2 separate regions of the Arachis hypogaea genome follow, and region 2 is linked to region 1. The links are chromatin contacts, called in public Hi-C maps. All regions are on one chromosome and are shown on one strand. The core of a region is the stretch at or near the end of the contact, and the rest is flanking DNA. Distances in the headings are between cores, read along the strand shown. Region 1 overlaps LOC112789407 (probable amidase At4g34880). Region 2 holds the start of LOC112789409.

Region 1 (5,720 bases), core at 2,427-4,926:
ATTTTTTAAAAAATTTAATTCAGAATTCATTATCATTTTTATGTATAGTTAATTAATATGAAAAAATTAGACGAGTATCTAGTTATTATATATTTCATATAAAGGAAGATTGATTGGATGCAACATTATTAATAAGTTCTCGTTGATTAATAATCCAGGGATGAAGGTGCGACGCTTGTGGATGACATAGTAATTGAGAAGAGTGAAGAAATTTATGAGAATGCAATGATAGCATTGTTAGCTGAGCTCAAGAGAGACTTGAATTCTTATCTGCAAAATCTCGTCTCTTCACCTGTGCGATCCTTGGCAGATCTCATAACCTTCAACCATCAACACAACATGCTAGTAAGTATATATTCATGCAATTATACTAATTGCTAAGCGGATATTAAAATTAGTCACTAAAATTAATTATTGTTATAAAATATACGTTAGAATATAAATAAATATTAAAAATAAATTAAATTATATATATTTATAATATATTAGTAGCTAATTTTAGTAATTAATTTTAATATATGAATAATATTTTTAATATTTATGTAACCCTCAATTCAATTAATTTTAATTTCCTTCTATATTTGGACGAACTCTTTTAAAATGGGATTTGATTCATTTTTTAAATTATATTTTAATTTATTTTTTTTTAAACAATAAAAAAATAAATATGTAAAATACACGTTTTGCCTTCAGATTTTTTTAAAAATTAAAAAATATTTTTAATATTTAAGTTGTTTTTATTTTATTCTTAATTTTTTAAACATATTTTATTCTATCTTTCTGATAGAATTTTTGTCAGTCAAAATATTTTGTTAATATTATTATTATCCTTTGTATATAAGCTAGCTACTAGATCATCATGATCATAATTTTCATGTGTGTTTTTTTTTTCTGAAAATAAGAATTCAACATAATAAAGTAGAATATTCAACCATACAACAAAAGACCATTAAACAATACAGTACTTAATTATATATGTTCACATATTATATTATTTTAAAAGAGTAATTTATCACTAAAATAATGAAACTCAACATAGTAAAATAATAATGAAACTATTTTATAACGGTGTAACAGAACTTTTTCGTAAACACCAAATACTAAAAAGGTGCTGTATGTTTAAATTTTTTTTCTAAACAAGAGATAATAATGACACACAAATTAGCAAGATTAACTAACACTTTTAACTTATGAACTGTGTTGAGTAATTTGTTATTATTATCTTATAATTTTGGTACAGGAGAAAATAGTTGACTATCCACAAGACATGTTTATAAAAGCAAACAAGAACAATGGAATAAGCAAAGAAGTTCAAGAAGCAATATCAAATCTAGAAACACTTTCCAAAAATGGGTTTGAGAAGGTGATGAAAGAGAAGAAGCTTGATGCATTGATATATGTGGGACAAAAATTGGTTCCATTTTTAGCGGTTGGTGGTTACCCAGCAATAACAGTGCCTGGTGGATACAACAATGAGAAGATGCCATTGGGTGTTTCATTTGGAGGATTAAAGTATTCAGAACCAACTCTGATTGAAATTGCTTATTCTTTTGAACAAGCTACCAAGAAACGTAGGCCTCCTCCTAATGATTTAATAGTAACGCAAGTAGCACAGAGAAGTATTAGCAGCTTATAATTAATTTAATAAATTTGGATGAATTGAAATGGTGAATTACTAATTAAAATTAATGTTTGATATATATTGATACTCACACATTAGGTGATGAGTACAAAATTGGAGAAGTCGTATCACTTTGTCATCTTCATTATGAGATGAAAGCAGTTAAATAAATAATATAGGGTATTAGTGTTGTCAATGTGAATATGTAAGTTTAGTTAAATGATTGTTTGAAGAAGCTATTGGATGTAAGTAAATGATTTATATATATGTAATAATAAGAATGTAAATATTGATTGTGTTGTTTTCAATTTGAGTTGGACAATAATAAATAACAAAATAATATTAAATATATATGGGACCTAGGGACAACGGAATTAAGGAATCCATGTTAGTTAGGTATATAACAAGAGATCTTGAATCTTAGCTTGAATCTTGAATCTTTGTTGTTGTAGTGACGTGTTGGTATATGTTATTCACATATTATGTATGAAAAAAGTAGTTAGGGTCTCAGCATCGTTTTCCTTCTATTATTAATCATGACATTACCATCTAGACCCACATACACATGAAAAATATCATAATATAGCTAGCATTGGAGCCTTGTATTTATTATATTATATTATTATATATGTTATATAAAAGTCGTCAAGGATAACATCGGTTGGATATTTCAAGAATTATATATGATTTTACGGTTCATATAAGTTTAATTAGTTTGCAATGATGATTTGACGATTAGATTAGAAGTTATGTACATTGATAATAAAATAGAATTATATATGTGAATTCACTGCACCATATCTGGTAGTTAGTAGCGATTTTGGAGTTGGATATATAGCAGCAGTTTCTAATCGCTGTAGAATAAATAATAGTTATTATCAATCTGTTAAAAGATAGCGTGCGGTAAAATTTTTAATAATTGTTAATAGTATTCGCTGTTATATGATATTTTTTTGCAAAATATTTCTGCAGCAATTCTAACCGCTACTAAAATACAATCAAGCCTACTTGTAGATGGCAGTAGTTGTTAATTGCTGCAAAATGTCATTAATCAAAAAACTGTGTTTCTAATATAGTAGCGGATTCATAACCACACTAAAGGTCATATTATAGTTTTTTTTAATCCAAATTTTTAATAATATAATCAATTCTTTAATTTTTTATACGTTCTTTCACTATATAAGTTGCTTTAATTTATTAAAACAACCAATAACCAATCAAACTAAAACACACAAAACAAAACAAAAATATATATGAAAAAATCAATCATTATAATAATAGTAATTTATCTTCAGTATATTAATATATGTAAACTAAAAGTAAATAACTTAAAAGTCATCAGAACAGTAAACAATTAAAAAGTTTTTAAATTTAAATGTATTTATTTATATTGACTTAATTCTATGATTTATCATTTAGATTATTAGTGCCAAAATATCATGCATGGGATAAAGTCGATGCACTTCGCAAAGATTATGATTATAAAAAAATGTTTGATTATAACATGTTTTGTTTTAGGTTTGTGTTTGATTATAGTATTACCGAGTGAGATAATAAAGAGATATTCCAGTGTATGGTTTGTTTGGAAGCCAATGAACTTGTCACGGCGTCAAGAAGGAATCGGATTTTAATGTTGTCATTGTTTAATAATTTTCTTCTACTCTTTTGATCGCTAATTATTGTAGCTCTTCTGTTTCTATTTTAAAAATTATATCTAAATTCTTGTTTGATTAGTCTTAAATCTTTTAAAAATATAACTGTACTGTATTTGTAATATATAGGCAAAACTGAGTTATTTTTCGATAGGGCCAAATAGATTCAAAATAATTGATCTCTTATCATAACAAATTTTTCTTTCAAAATCTCGCACTTAACCAGCCACGAATATTTTGACTAACAAACCGACGAATAATTTAGCTATAGTCGCTATAAATCAAAGACTGAGCTGGGGTAAGAAGTAGGGGTGGCAGGAGTACTCGAATTCGCGGGTACCCGACCCGACCCAACCCGACCGGGGCGAGTTTAAACCCGACCCGAAGCGGGGCGGGTCCTGAACGGGGTGGGGTGTTTATCGGGGCGGGTTGGGTTCATGGTAAACCCGCCTCTACCCGCCCCAGAGTGTACATATACTCCCTCATATATATATCTCTCTTGGCAATTAGGGTTGCTTCCCTCATACCCTCGTACCCACCTACCCACATACCCAAATCTCAGAAACACACACAGCACTCACTTACCCAGATCCCAGAAACCCACACAGCAACAACCTTGCTCACCGCCTCCGTGGCTCACCACCGCTGTTTCTTGCTTTGCTCAGTCGCTCACCGCCGTCGTCGCGCAGTCGCTCACCTCGCCGCTCTCTCTCACCGTACTCACTTCGCTCGCACTTCTCTCGTTGCCGTCACTCTCCTCGCCGTTCGTCTCTTTGATTTGCAGTCTCCGGTCCTTCCTTCCTCTGTCGTCGTCTCACTGGTAAGCAGCAATCGCTCCTCCTTTACTCACTACTTACAGCTTACTGGCTTGCTCTTTGCTTCTTGCCTTCTCCATATTTGTTTTTTGTGAGTAGATTTTATATTTAATTTTTTTATGTTAGAACAGTTAAACTTGCCTTTTCATTAATATTATGTAAATTGTTGATGAATGACGGAGGACTTCTTTAAGTACAATAATTATTGATCTTGAAAAATCCCTAAATGACGATATAAAGAATGATATCCTCAGCCCTCAGGAACTTGTTGGCCCTGCCAAGGTCCTCTCCTTTTTAAAGAAATTAACATTTGCTAATCTGAGTTGATTTATGTACTTCTTTAAAGCATGAGCTTTGCAATTTGTTTGAGTAATAACTGTAAGTTTTCTTACTTACTAGTAAGAATCGGCCTAATTTATGTGTGTTGGCCTTATGTATCTTTATTTTTTTAAATCAAAGTATGTTTGAAAACTGAAATTATCTCTTACTTCTCATTTTTTATGTTAAATATATATCATATGGCTTTTTTGTTTAAGCATTGTTTATGGCTTTCCTGATTAATATTTTCTAGCAATCAAGACACTTGTGGTAGTTATAAAATTGAAGGCTGATTATCCATAATGCCATGTATTCTTTTGGAGCTGATTCAGAGTCAGTCAATATTGTGATTTGTGCTTGATTAGTTATAATTGATTTCAATCTAACACCATCAAGTCATCATGCTTGCTATGTATACACATGAAACTTATTTAGGTAATGAGTGATTCACTTGATGATGTTACAGCTTACATTTAGCATTGTTGTATCAAATTTGCTTATTAAATTATTAACCCGTTGACTGTAAATTTGTTACTCTTATTTTATACAATGAATTTTATTATAATTAACATTGAATAAACTTAAATTTTTTAAAAAGTTAGTTTTTGTCAAGCTGGTTTAAGTATTTAGAGAAGAGACTACAGTGTGATATATGATGCATTGATGCTAATTTATTTTTGGCTTTACTTTTAAAAAGATTGACTAGGATCTTGGAACTTGGAACCAGGCTTGTAGAGTTTGCACTTGGTCTTTTGATATAATTGAAAAATTTTTGCTGGGATAACACTTGATTAGTTGTGGTTAACAGGTAAAGAGTGGTGAGATTGGTTAATAGGACTCAATTTTTATATATTCTTCTTTCTTAGCACGAGGCATTACTAAGATTGGTTTTTTTATTTATTATTTTACAAAGTAAGAGTTAGAGTAACTATTTCTACATAGTTATATAGTAATTTTTAATTGCATCATCATTAGAGTTATTTTATTTGTTGACCATGGAAACTATACTTCTGCAAATTGTTCAATTCTAAAATAAGTGTTAGCTGCTTCTATTTTTGTTTATCTTTGCTTTGGAATTTTAATTTGGTGTTGCTTTCTTCTCAATGGTATTGCTGTTACTTCTGAAAAATTATTTCACCTTTTTTTTCAAAAATGGTGCCAAGTTATTTGATAAAACTTTGTGTTTACTGATCATAATGCTTAACTTAACTAGTTTTTATGCTGTGTTTTCAATGTAGGTTTGTTAAATAGTGGAAGAACAAGAATAATGATTGAAGACTCTCTTGATGCAATTTTTTTATTATGCTGTTAAAT
Region 2 (5,402 bases), core at 1,421-3,920, 63 kb before region 1:
GCACCTCCGGCGACACTACAAGGTTTTTAATAATTAGTAGAGGTTTTTTAGTGGGAATTTTTAAAACTTACACAAAATATTTTATTTGTGGCAAATTATGAAACTCCCCTACATAATTATAAAAAATCCCCCCAAGCCCCACTGTTACACATAATTAAAATTCCCAAACCCCCTCCAAACAAACCCTAAAGCCATCACTCGTCGCCGTATGAGAGAGAAGATCTCGTTAAATCCAAAATGATTATCAAGTTTCAACCCTAAAGCTCACAGCTATCGCCGCCTCCATCACGACCGCCATCACCACCACTATATCCATTCGTGTCCTTGCCGCCACCGCATGCTTTGATAATCTCTTTTTCTGTTGTCTCCTCCGTCGATGCATCGTATCCTTTGGTCGCGACGCGGTAACTTTTGAGATTTCCCTCTCTGTCTCTGTCTTTCTCTGTCTCTCTCTCTTTTCATTTTTCGTGGAATTTTTTCGATTATAGTTTGATTTGTTATTTCTCTACTTTTAAATTTGGCTTTTTTACTTTTGCAATTATTCAGTGAATTTGATAGCGACACAATTAGTCTAGATATTTTTGCATATTGATTTTGCGAGAAAATTTTTGTTTCTATCTAGCTATTCAAGAAATTAGTGATTTTCGACAATATTTAAAGTTTGATTTCTATACATATGCCGAAGTGCCGCAAGTTATGTGCAACAAGCCGTCCTGGCGGAGATGCTCGGAGAAAGTAGTGCTAAGTCCGAAGTCAGAGACCTTGAGGTTGCCGTTGTGGTCAAGGAGAAGATTCTCTAGCTTGAGATCGCAGTGGTAAAGAAATCGACGGCGGAGATAAGCTGGTGGAGGTAGAGCCTCGCAAGGTCCTCCCTCATGCATCTCTTTGTGGCAATTTTGTTGAAGAGCTCGTCCCTGGAAGAGCTCCATGGCGATGTAGATCTTGGATTTGGAGGCCATTACTTCGTGGAGCGCAATGAAATGAGGATGCTTCATCAGCTTCATCACCGAGATCTCTCTCTTAATCTGCCCCATCATCCCAACTTTTATCACCTTCTCTTTTCCAACTACTTTCATCGCCACGTGGAGGTAGAACCGCCAGCTCAGCGCTCCGACTGCTGAGTCATGTCGGAATTAGATGGAAGAACTAGAATTTTGCACGGAATTTAAATTGAAGGATACATTTAGAGTATTTAAAAATCGAAAGACAATATTAATGTACAGACTAATTTAAAAGACATTTTAAAAATTTAAAAATAGAGAATTATCAACCTGAAATATAATACAAAGTCAACTAATTTATATAATACATATATATATGACTTCTAGGAACTAATGTAACGAATATCAAACACTTGAAATAATCTATCGTACAATTAATTAATTATTATATAAAGATGAAGAGTTGGCTTTAAGTGCGACCTGGAACTTTCATGCATAGGTGACTACGTGTTGTATAATTTTTTTGCTTGTCGAACCTAAATTCCAATCTACTTTTTAAAATTTGCAGTAGTCTTCTCCATAAATTCTCTCTTTCATTAGCAGAAAATTTTAATTTAAAAAAAAACCAACAAAATTTATTATTTTAATTATTATTTTTAGTTAATATTTTAAAATATTAATCAATTGTTAATAAAAATAATAAATTCTACTGTCCTCCAATAATTTTTTTTTTTAAATTGATTCATGTTTCGTTATATTATAATTATAATAAACGTACACTATTTGTTTAACACTACTAATAATAAGAGAGTAGATAATTTGCTGGATAGGTACGATGTACATAAGAACAAAAAATCATCAAACATATATATAAATTAAATGAAGCTATACCTTATCACCTTTACACATGTGAGCTTATGAATAATAACACCTATCACACGTAAGAATTTATCAATTCCTATAGCTACCGTATACATCTATTTCAACGTTATTTTTTTTATTCCTCTTAACTTCTATCATCATATGCCATTGTTCGTTGTTCCGCAAGCATTGGCCACTGGGTGCATATAATTAATAGGAAATATATAAATGTATATATAATGTTTGTTGTCGGGGTCAATTTCGTATTACGTTGTTAATTTCATTATATATTAAGATAATGCAATAGTATTTGATAATATTATATATTAATTCTTCAATATAAAACTATTTTATAAATAGATAAATATGATTAAAGATAGAAAAAAAAAAGAAAAAGAAAGGTAAATAAAAAAATTTTTTTTCGTGACTATAAAAAAATATTTTAAACATAAAGATGTGTTAACGCTTTTTTTTCTTCTTCTTATTTATATATACTTTTTCTTATTTAAGATAAAGCCAAAAACAAATTTCAATAATAGATTATGAAGATATATCTAAAATGGCATGGTTATGTTATATTTAAATACTAATAAATATAACAAAGAAGTCATCTAAATATAAATATCTTTTTTGTTCATCTACTTATTAAATGAAAATAATATTAATATTAAATACATAAAATAATCCAAAAAAAATAAATAACAACAAAAGATTGAAATAGAAGAAGAATTATAAAGAAAGAAGACTATATCACCTAATAAACATTTTATTCTTATATGACAAAATAGAATAATATCATACATATATCTAAAATTTTTATATAACTAATTTAATTTCTCTTACATATTATAAAAAGAACATGATAAGTCGATGATTTTCTTAGAAACTGTTGCAACATTTATAAAAAGAAATTTCAAATTTCTGCATGGTTGATGGAGATGAGAGCAGTTGAGGGAGATTCTGAACAAGTGAGAGAACAAAATGCAAAGGAACATTTGACTTGGAGAATGGACAAATGAAGTTTGAAGAGAAAGTGATGAGTGACCATAATAATAATGGTGATACAGAATTTCAAGCCTCCAAGTTTGAGAGGTTGAATCCCACAAACCCTTTAAGGATTGTGATCAACAATGCCACCAGAGTTGCTTCTCTTTCTCCTGATCATCTTCATCAATCTCAACAACCACCACCTTCTCAGCCTTCTTCTACTCCATCAATCCCCCAAGTATGTTCTCTTTTCTTGAATTTTGCAGACAAATTGCTGCTTAAATTCAAATACTTCATTGAATAAAATATTAGATAAATGTAAAAAAAGTAGAGGAACACCCAAAAAAACTATATACGAGCGGTCAAAAGAGACTTACATGTACAAAAAGTTTTACTGTAAATATGATAATGATATAACTCAATAGCATCTGTTAATCTACGTAGTCGATTTTATGTAGTGGGATAAAACTTTGTTATTGCAGCTGTTATTGTTTTACATGTTTGTAACAAAAATGTTTCAATGTTATTTTTTTTTATTAATTATAACAGCAAACGGTGACACTGAATTCAAGAAGATACACCAACAAGATTACCCTGTTTCTGTTCCTTCTTCACATGTTAATAGCCATAGCATTGGTTGCTTTTCTTATATTCAAGGGAGTTGAAGGACTAATCCAACCCTCATCAGATTCTAAAAGGAGAAAACAAACAAGGGTAGTGAAGTATTTTCTACCTCAAGTAGAAGCAGCTTCAGTTCTAAGCATTGTTCTAGCACTAACATGGCAAACTGCAATAAGAAAATGGCCAAATTTCATGACACATTTCACACTATGGTGTTCTTTTTTCATGTCACTCTCTGCTGGAATTCTCCTTCTCTGCTTCCAAAAGCCTCCAACAGATGGTGTTGGAGTTTCTCTCATTGCATTTTCAATAGGGAATGGTTTATATGCATGTTGGGTTCAGAACAGAATCAAATTTTGCACCAAAATTCTAACACTTTCACTTCAACCTGTTTCCAAGTTCCGTGATCTGAACCAGCCAACTTTTTACATGCTTGGTGCTGCATTGTTTTGGATGTCACTGTGGAGTTTAGCAGTGATTGGTGCATTGAATTTCTATTTGCCTTCTTTGGTGATCATTGCTTTGGTTTTGAGCTTGGCTTGGACTTCAGAGATTATGAGGAATGTTGTGAACATTAGTGTTAGTAGAGTTGTTGCTTTGTATTATCTTAGGGGAATGCAATCTAGCACTAAGTTTGGATTCTTGAGGGCAATGACAAGGAACCTTGGGAGTGCTTGTTTGGGATCTCTGTTCGTGCCGGCGATCGAGGCGACAAGGGTTGTTGCTAGGTTTCTGAATTTGGTTGAGGGGGAAGATGAGTTCTTGTTTTGTTGTGCTAGGTGTTGTTTCAGAGTCATGGAATCTATCTTCAGATATGGGAATGGTTGGGCCTATGTTCAGGTACATACAACTACTAAACTATTTGCTTCATCAAAATATTGATAGTGTTAAATAATGTTGGTAAGCAATTTGAGGCTATTAGAATTGATATTGTTACTTTAACATGTATGGCTTTAGAAATCATAGTATGACTAAGTAAGACATGGTTTATTTGAATTGATGTTATAACAGATAGCTGCCTATGGTAAAGGTTTTGTAGCTGCATCCCAAGACACCTGGTCCCTGTTTAAGAGACTTGAAATGGAACCAATTGTGGACTCAGATATAACTAGCTCAATTTGTTTCCTCTCTGGGGTTAGCATTGCCTCAATCTGTGTCATTGCAGTGTCTGCTTGGACCTCCCAATTGTACCAAAATTTCACTGCCACCCTCTCCCTTCTCACATTCTTCATTGGATACCTTCTGGTTAGTACTATGTTTCACTCTTTTCCTTTTAAAATTAATGTATGTCACAGTTATTTTGAAACATGTGGAGTAATTTATGATGAATCGTTATATTATTAATGTTAACATGTATGTTGTGATATTAATGTGATCAACATTTTTATGATGGTGCAGACTAGGATTGCCATGGCACTACCTCAAGCATGTGTGAGTTGTTACTATGTGTGCTATGCAGAGAACCCAGACAACAGATTATTTGATACAACAATTAAGGACTCTCTCGACATGGTAAAATCCGGCCGCCATGTTGCCGTGGCTACGCCGCCACTACCACGGCGGTTTTCAAGTGATTAAGTGCCAAATTTAATTTACTTTACAATTTTTTCCCTGAATTTTATTTACAAGATTATAGCTAGTAGTGTAATAGAAACAAATTCATATTGGATAGTGAAGGAAGTTCATATGTTACTTATTTATTTTGCATATTCACACTCATTTTTTTTTATGGGAGGTGTTGGATTTTGTATATGCATTAATATGATAAGCATTGAAGTGTGATAACTTGATGAGTGATAACATTACTGATAAGATAAGAATGAAAATTGTAAATGAAAGCGTCACTAGTTATATTTAAAAAAAATATTAGAGGACTAATAGAATTTATTATTTTTTGTTAGTAATGAGACAATAATATTTAAAAATATAAATTAAAATCTAAAATCCTAAAAAAGTGAACTGATAATTAAAAATGTCGGTCAAAAATAATAA

The links. Hi-C and Micro-C count contacts between places; a contact is called where the count stands out from the background.
Region 2: a contact with region 1 is called in a Hi-C map of leaf, with 3 times the contacts expected there. The contact joins the promoter of LOC112789409 here to the enhancer-like site in region 1. A contact is called at or near these places in 3 of 8 Hi-C or Micro-C datasets (leaf and an unstated tissue).

Annotation. Positions count from the first base shown.
Region 1 is chr3:10,017,362-10,023,081 of arahy.Tifrunner.gnm2.J5K5, reverse strand. LOC112789407 (probable amidase At4g34880) reads left to right here. Exons shown (of 5, transcript XM_025831278.3): 4 at 159-345; 5 at 1,241-1,929. The coding sequence ends at 1,636. Among protein-coding and RNA genes, the nearest start is that of LOC112789407, 7.5 kb to the left of the region's middle. Within about 2 kb of position 3,676, at least 1 of the 3 cell types and tissues checked has open chromatin away from gene starts, as enhancers often do.
Region 2 is chr3:10,080,009-10,085,410 of arahy.Tifrunner.gnm2.J5K5, reverse strand. LOC112789409 reads left to right here and starts at 2,670. Exons shown (of 4, transcript XM_025831284.3): 1 at 2,670-3,027; 2 at 3,339-4,250; 3 at 4,422-4,655; 4 at 4,809-5,114. The coding sequence starts at 2,818. The coding sequence ends at 4,988. It also overlaps the pseudogene LOC112772715.